Regions from separate parts of the Sus scrofa genome. Here regions 2 and 3 are each linked to region 1. Evidence: chromatin contacts called from public Hi-C data. All regions are on one chromosome and are shown on one strand. The core of a region is the stretch at or near the end of the contact, and the rest is flanking DNA. Distances in the headings are between cores, read along the strand shown.

Region 1 (2,700 bases), core at 73-2,572:
ATGAGGAAACGGGCTGAGGACATTCACCTTGTCTGAAGTCACGCAGCTGGAGAATATGGGGACCGAGAGTCAAACCCCCACCTTGGTTTGGAGCAGGGCAGCCTGGCCTCAGTACAGATCCCTCCTCTGCATTTATTAGGTGTGTCTCCAGCCTCAGTTTCCCCATCTGTAAAATGGGGATGATGATGATAATACCCACCACCTTTAGAATGGTGCCGGCACACAGTCTGTGCTCAACAAGAGTTAGTTGCTATCTTAAGATCACCAAGAAATAGATTACGACTCATGCATCCCATCCATTCTCTCATTTGTTTAGCTTGTTAGAGAACAGTACAGCAAGGTGATAGGTGCATAAGGAGCAAAATGTGTGCTCTAGAGAAGGACCATTGGAGTTCAGAGAAGGGGCATTTGAAATGGTTCGTTTATGATAAAAATCTGAGTACTTGTGCAGAAGCCATGCTGCATTCTCTGTATCAGTTCAGTGTCAGCAGGTGCTGCCAAGGCTAGCCTCTCAGGGACGAACTGCTGGGGCATGTCCCTAATGATGGCGAGGGCCACATGCAGCCTTCAGGGTTGACCAGTTAGCTCCGCCACAGACGTGGATGTCTCCAAGGGCACCTGGGCTCTGCCCATAAAGGCGTAGCATTGAGCTCCAGTCTCACATCCCCACACCTGAGAAACAGCTCAAGGTGTGTATTCCCATGATGCGGGGAGGAGGAGGGAGTTTGGTGGGCAGGACACAGGTCCTGGGAAACAGCTGGACCACAGCTCACCAAGGTGAAAATGCCTTTTCCTTCTGCATCCATTTGGATCACTTCTCTCTGAATCTACTCAGAGCTGAAGGTATTTACAAATGCTCCTTGACTCCTTGCCCACCAAAAGAAAAGGAAAAAGAAAAAGAAACAAAGAAGTCAGGGAATTCCCAGAATTCTACCCTAACACTTCTACATCAGAAGGCAAACAAGAGGTAGTGCTTCCAGAGACCCAAGAATTAAAGTTAAAATTGGAAAGAAAGAGAGGAAAGAAATGCCTGACGTCCCTGGCGTCCACTCACCCACAGCACTGTCCCATCGTCAAGAAAACGCCCCCAGCCCGAGCTTAAAGGTCAAGGGCTCTGCTTTGCTCCGTAAGTGTCAGACAACCCAAGCACACGCAGCCCCCGTTCCTACCTCGTAGGCGGTGGTCCCCGGGTCTCCTCTCTCCCATTGGCACCACCTGCTACAGTGGCTCCATCACCTCTGCTGGGAAGCTGACGCCCCTGATCAGGGAGCGGTTCCGAGAAAGGAAGGGGAGGGCAGGCTCTGAGATCACCGACGTGGGGAGGGGTGGGTCTCCGAACCAAACACTTGGTTCTAGGGAAAAGGATGTTTTGTAAAGTTTTGGCTTGAACGTTCAGGGGCAGAACAGGAAATGTCCACTGGGTCTGGGAGCCCCACGGAGAAATCGCTGCAGCCTCCTAGCTCTCTGATCTGTGGTCCCATCTGGAATTTAAAGCTCCTCTGTTTGAAGCCTGGTGCCTTTTCCCCCCTTCCTCTTTTCCTCCAGCACTATTTTTTTTCCTCCTTAATGTAACGTCAGCTTCGTTCCTCACAAGCTGGAAAATTTTTCCTCGGCCTAAACTTGGCTCAGGAATACTCTCCCCTTGTGAGAGAATTTCTCCTGTTACACAGTTCAGATTAAAAAAAAAAAAAAAAAAAAAGAGAGAGAGAGAGAGATTTGTTTTGCCAGCTTTTGTACTAGAAACATTTTTGATGGATCACTCCCCACCCCCACCCCCAACCTCTGGATTCCAAGAAATATACACACCCACATCCCTCTTGGCTGTTTGTCTTGTTTGTTTTTTTCTTTTTTTGGCATATGGAGTTCCTGGGCCAGGGCTCAGATGCCAGCCGCAGTTGTGACCCACATCATAGCTGTGGCAATGCTGGATCCTTTAATCCACTGTGACTGGCTGGGGATGAACCCATGTCCTGGCACTGCAGAGACACCATCCACCCTGTTGTGCCACAGCAGGAACTCCTTGACTGGTTTGTTTGTTTGTTTTTCTTCTCCCTCTTCTAATTGGAAAATAATAACAGAGTTCCCTGGTGGCTCAGCAGGTTAAGGATCTGGCGTTGCCACTGTTGTGGCACAGGTTTGATCCCTGGCCTGGAAACTTCCATTGTTGTGGGAGGGGGCAAAAAAAGACAAAAATAATAATAATTGATAAAGATGGCAGTGAAAATGTCCTGTGGGTTCATAGAGTCCTGCCTGGGGCCAGCCTTCCCCACGTGCACACCTCTACCCACAGTGTAGGGCATGTGCTGCATGGCAGGGAGGGGAATTGATGATTTTCCTGGCCCTCTCCAGTTCTAGGTCTTTCCATGATGGAAGCGCAGGAATTGGCTATCACAAATGGGATCCAGTTCCCACTACAAACTGCCTCCTCAGCCCCCAGAAATGAAGCAGGAAGATTCCTCATTGTGATTCTTGGAGATGCTGAGTTGGAGGTACAGGAGGTGCAAGGGGATCCTGATTCAGTTGTTGCTGATGGCCTGGTAAGTGGCTTGTCTGTGAACTATCAAATGCAATGAAACTTGGGATCCTCATGGACCCCTGCAATAAAACTCAGTGGTTTTCACAGTTCTAACTGGAAAATTTGTCCACAAACAGGGAATTAGAACATCTCTGTTCTATTTATTAAAGGAAGGTGAATAATAA
Region 2 (2,700 bases), core at 140-2,639, 580 kb after region 1:
ATGACATGGGACAGTGGACACGTTTTTCCAAATTGGGGCCTGGGTGCCAGTTCTGGCCTATAAGGCAGCTCGGTTGCACAAGAACATCTAAGATCCTTAAAAGTTCTAACGTTGTGTGTTTTGGATCAAACAGCCCAGGGCTCGGATCTGGCTGCGCTCGCTGGTGGTGGGACAGCTGCTTGAGAAAATAAGCATGTGGCCCCGACGCTGGCAGGCGGCTAGGCTGCAGCTCCGCCCGCGGCCGCCCGCACCCGTGTTTCTCAGCGAAGCGCCAGGATCGGTGGAGTTTTTCGAGTAGTTTGGGAAGCAGCGGTGGAAGCGGGTGTAGGGGAGGGAAGAAGGGCAGAAACGGGTGAGCGCAGTGCGAGAACGAAAGAGAAGTGGTGAGCCACGAGGATTTCATCATGCAAACGCGCCGGCAGGTTTCATCAGCGCCCATACGCCAGGGCTCCGGAGCTGGCAGGGAATGCCAGGCTCCCGAGCGCAGCCCAAGGCTGCCCCCGCCCCGCGCCAGCTCAGCTTCCTCTTCCTCATCAACTCTCTGGGAGGTCACACGGCCCCCCTCCCCCCCGGAGAGAAGAACGTGTTTTTCTGCACAGCGTTGCCCGCGGCCCCGGGTTCCTTCGCGGAGATCCTCAAGCCTAAAAGGGCAATTTGTTCCAGAAGCCGCCGAGGCTCCAAAGCTGGGGGTGCCCCGGGAAGGAAAACGGTCTCTGCCAAGAGCCATTCACCCCAACAGAGAGCGCCCATCCCGACCCCTAAAAACCTCAGGCCAGCCCTCTCCGTGGTTGGGAGGCCAACCTGACCCCACCCTATTCAGCCTCAGAACAGCCCCCAACACCCACAAGGGGCAGCACACCTCGGCCTATGGCAGTCCTGGAAGCGAGCGCTTGTTTTTGGCGGGGGGAATCAGCTGTCTCTCCCAGAAAGAAGGAGCTATAAGGTGGCATTTGCAGCCGCGGCTCTGGAGCACGCACCCCTAGGGCAGGCAATGGAAGGCGCCCCCCGCGCCCCCCTGTCGTTCCAGGTGGCCACCTCCGTGCCCCTCACAGCCACCCTCGTGCCCCTTATCCGTTCTTTCCAGTCACCACGCCCCGAAGCCCTGTCGCCCCGTCCAACTGGAGTTCCCTATCCCTCCCCCTGGCCAGTCAGTCCTTCCCAGCGTCCGCACCCAGAGACCCCGAGCGGCGCCCCCGGGCCCGCGCCTACCTCCTGGGGTGGTGCTGAAGAGCGTGCCGCCGGGAGTGGTGCTGTAGTCCCCGGGCGGCAGCTGCACGCCATCGCCGAGGACCACCCGGCGAGTGGTGGGGATTGCCCGGCTTGGGGTCTGGCTGCAGCTGCTGCCGCTGGACATGGTCTCCCGCGCGAGGAGCCCGGACCCAGAGCGTGGCCCTGGCGCCCCTCTGGCCTCGCTCTGCCTCGCTCGGGCCCGCCCCGCCCGAGACCGCCCCTTCCGCCGCCTGGGCTGCCACCCCCTGGGATTTGTAGTTCCCGCTGCGCTGCCGCCCCGCCCACCGCCCGGGGGCTGCGGGCACAGGAGTCCTCTTCCGCGCTGGGTCCCGGGCACCCCACAGACGGGCTCCTGAGCGTAGTTGCTAGCGCCGCTCCCCTATTCCTTTCCGCCTCCTAGCTGCCCCGCCGCTAATCCCTTCGGGTCCCCGAGAGCCACGCGGGCAGGAACCGGTGGATGGGAAGGAAGATTCCGAGGCTTGCCTGTGTTAATGCCTTTCTAGCTCGGACTGCGCTGGGGTCCCAGCGGACCCAGCCCACTCTGGAAAGGCTAGCTGCAACACTGGGACATCAGGCGAGAAGGTCCCCTGCCTCCGAAAGCCTTCCGTGTTCCGTGCTCTATTTCCTCAGATGAGAAAGCGAGGATTGGTTGGTCATTCATCAATTTATTGAACATTCACGATGTGGCAGTCGTGGAAGAAATGTAGAATTAGGATCTGGGGACAAAACATCAAGCTGGGTGATGAGGGCTAAACCCGGAGCGAGGAGGCTGGGAGGGAGTGGACGTCGGTGGTGGTGGGGAAATATTGGTCAAAGAAGGTTATTTGCAGCCCTTTGAGTTGGGTCAGTGGATCCTGACCCCCACGCTGCCCGAAGTTTGGCAGGAGCTCTTTATTATTATTTATTATTTATTTTTTTAATCTTTTCGCCATTTTCTTGGGCCGCTCCCGCGGCACATGGAGGTTCCCAGGCTAGGGGTCTAATCGGAGCTGTAGCCACCGGCCTACACCACAGCCATAGCAACGCGAGATCCGAGCTGCGTCTACAACCTACACCACAGCTCACGGCAGCGCCGGATCCTTAACCCACTGAGCAAGGCCAGGGATCGAACCCTCAACCTCATGGTTCCTAGTCAGATTCGTTAACCACTGTGCCACGACGGGAACTCGCCTGAACTCACTTGAACTCCCCTGGCAGGAGCTCTTTAAATGAACGCAGGAACAAACGAAGGAATATTCAAGTGGAGGACAAAAAAACCTGTGGTGGCCACATCCGGGAAGAGTAGAGAGAGAAAAGTTTAAAAGAGAAATCCAGGGAATTCCCTTTTGGCAGAAGTGGTTAAGGGTCAGGCATTGTCACCGTAGCAGTGACTCAGGTCACTGTTGTGGTACCGGTTCCATCCCTTGCCTGGGAACTTCCACATGCTGGGTGGCAGGAAAGAAAGAAAGGATGGAGGAAGGAAGGAAGAAA
Region 3 (2,700 bases), core at 23-2,522, 780 kb after region 1:
TTTCCTAGAATTATGAGGTAACAGTCTTTAGGGAAAAAAAGTGGAACAGGTAGCCCATCTGCGTAAGTTATGTTGGGAGAACTCCCCAGGGCGATATTTCTTAGGGGAATCTCTAGCTTAGCTTTTTCTTGGAGGATCATTAATGCCGGAAGGAGGAAATTCAGGGCTAGAGTAACTAACTGACTTGTTTAAAATAATACCTAATTAACAGCCCAGAAAAAGCTATACTAATACAGGTCTTCTGTCTCCAGGCCAGCTGAGCTCTGACACTAAATGCTTAATCAGAGAAAACTTTGATCTCTCTATTCAAATATGTCTCACACCACACCTTTCAGCTTAAACTTGCACTGAGGAGGGGCAGATGGTAACCTTTAAGTAAGTTCCAAGATACCAACTATATATAAGGGGGAAAAAAATCTCATCTTAAACTGCTTGGGAATGGATGTCTAGTTCCCTCCTGCCCCAAACGCACAAGTGCAGCTCTAGTGTCACCCAAGTACGGCCAATCCACCCTTTCCTTCGTTTTCGGGTGGAACTGACATTTACTGTGCATCTACTATCTGGGACGCTGCCACACACGTGATCTCGGCAGATCTGGCCTCCTTTGGGTACTCCTGCAGTGGACATCCCCTTCTGCAGCCTCTGGGTGCAGGCCTGATCCCTCTCCCCTCTGCCAAGGCGGCTGATCCCGACACAAAGCCAGATGGGTAAATGGTCGCGATGCCTGGAGATCAGTCATTTTCCCGGGGTAGCGATACCTTTTGCTCCAACTAAGCCAACCTCCAGAAAACCTGACAGATGCTGAGGAATCCTTTTACCAGCCTCCTGGGGTCTCGGCAACCCGTGCCAAAGCCAAGGCGGCGGCCAGCTCTCGCTCCTGCGGGGAGACCCCTCTGCGTCACCGTGACGACCCATTCCCACGCAGGCGTCTCATCTCCTCCAAGCGGCCGCCCACCGTCCCCACGAGGTCCCTTTTCTTACCCGCGGCCGTCGCGCCACCGCCTGCTGCACGCGCTCATTCACTGCCCGCAGAGCGAAACCGATTCCCAGCTCCGCCGACATGCTGCCAGCCTTCCACATTCCACAGAACCGACTTCCAGCCCCGTACCCGGGCACCCGAGGCTAAATCCCCTTCCGGTCCCGCCCAGCTCACGTCTCCGTGTTGCCCGTCTTCGTCTCAGCCAATCGTCAGTATGGGGAGGGGCGGGAGGGGCGGCCCCGCCCTAGGTGTGCCATCTTGGGGAGGTCGCCGCGAGGCGGGGCGGGGCACTCGGGTGCGGAGGGGCTGTGACGTACTTCCGGGGTTGCCGGAGGGCGGGGCTTTCCACCTAGCCGTAGCCCGCAGACGCAGTTGAGGGACAGAAGGGGGCAGGAGAGGTCCCTTAGGTCCTCTTCCCAGTTGTGGGAGATAACGGCTTTTATCTCAGATGATTTTGGGGAGAGGAGAAGGCATAGAAAAAGAGTTCCCTCCTGGCTCAGCGGGTTAATGATCCCGCTTTGTCATTGCTGTGGCTCCGGTTACAGCTGTGGCCAAGTTTGGTGCCTGGCCAGTCACTTCTACAGGCCGCGGGTGTGGCCAAAAATAAATATTTAAAAATATATAAAAGAAAATTGTTTCTGAAGAACATGGTAGGATCCCAATGTACCGAATTATTTTCCTCTGGTTATCCTTTAGATCAGTGCCCAATAGAAATATGATGTGATCCGAACATGTAATTTAAAATTTTCTAGGAGTTCCCATCGTGGTGCAGTGGAAACGAATCCGACTGGGAACCATGAGGTTTCGGTTCGATCCCTGGCCTCGCTCAGTGGGTTAAGGATCTGGTGTTGCCTTGAGCTGTGGTGTAGGTCCCAGACACGGCTTGGATCTGGTGTTGCCGTGGTGTAAGCCAGCAGCAACAGCTCGGATTAGATCCCCCAGCGTGGGAACCTCCGCATGCCAGTGGGTGCGGCCCTAAAAGGACAAAAAACAAAAATAAATAAAATTTTCTAATAGGCACAGAAAGTTAAGAAAAATTAATGAATACTTTTTTTTTTTTTTTTTTTTTGTCTTTTTGCTATTTCTTTGGGCCGCTCCCGCGGCATATGGAGGTTCCCAGGCTAGGGGTCTAATCGGAGCTGTAGCCGCTGGCCTACACCAGAGCCACAGCAACGCAGGATCCGAGCCGCGTCTGCAACCTACACCACAGCTCACGGCAACGGCGGATCGTTAACCCACTGAGCAAGGGCAGGGACCGAACCCGCAACCTCATGGTTCCTAGTCGGATTCGTTAACCACTGCGCCACGATGGGAACTCCCTGAATACATTTTCTATAGCCCAATATACCCAAAGTAAAGTTTAAACATAACCAATAGAAAAAGTTAATGAGATAGTTGAGGTTTGTTGTCTTTTTGTCTTTATAGGGCTGCACTGGTGGCATATGGAGGTTCCCAGGCTAGGAGTCTAATCTGACCTGTAGCTGCCAGCCTATGCCAGAGCCACAGCAACGCCAGATCCAAGCTGCATCTGCAAACTACACCACAGCTCATGGCAACGCCTGATCCTTAACCCACGGAGCGAGGCCAATGATCTAACCCATAATCTCATGGTTCCCAGTCGGATTCCTTTCCGCTTTGCCACTATGGGAACTCCAGTTGAGGTGGTTTTTGTTGGTTTGTTTTGTTTTGTTTGGCTTTTTAGGGCTGCACCGGTGGCATAT

What was found. Hi-C and Micro-C count contacts between places; a contact is called where the count stands out from the background.
Region 2: a Hi-C map of heart right ventricle shows a contact between it and region 1, with 2.8 times the contacts expected there. The contact joins the promoter of EIF4EBP1 here to the promoter of TACC1 in region 1. A contact is called at or near these places in 2 of 47 Hi-C or Micro-C datasets (embryonic fibroblasts and heart right ventricle).
Region 3: a Hi-C map of heart right ventricle shows a contact between it and region 1, with 4 times the contacts expected there. The contact joins the promoter of PLPBP here to the promoter of TACC1 in region 1. A contact is called at or near these places in 2 of 47 Hi-C or Micro-C datasets (embryonic fibroblasts and heart right ventricle).

The regions. Positions count from the first base shown.
Region 1 is chr15:47,859,782-47,862,481 of Sscrofa11.1, forward strand. TACC1 (transforming acidic coiled-coil-containing protein 1) reads right to left here and starts at 1,323. Exons shown (of 15, transcript XM_021075676.1): 1 at 1,170-1,323. The coding sequence starts at 1,206. LOC106506224 (a long non-coding RNA gene) reads left to right here and starts at 1,988. Exons shown (of 4, transcript XR_001301395.2): 1 at 1,988-2,027; 2 at 2,350-2,537.
Region 2 is chr15:48,441,984-48,444,683 of Sscrofa11.1, forward strand. EIF4EBP1 (eukaryotic translation initiation factor 4E binding protein 1) reads right to left here and starts at 1,390. Exons shown (of 3, transcript NM_001244225.1): 1 at 1,210-1,390. The coding sequence starts at 1,354.
Region 3 is chr15:48,635,312-48,638,011 of Sscrofa11.1, forward strand. PLPBP (proline synthase co-transcribed bacterial homolog protein) reads right to left here and starts at 1,273. Exons shown (of 8, transcript XM_003133369.4): 1 at 982-1,273. The coding sequence starts at 1,080.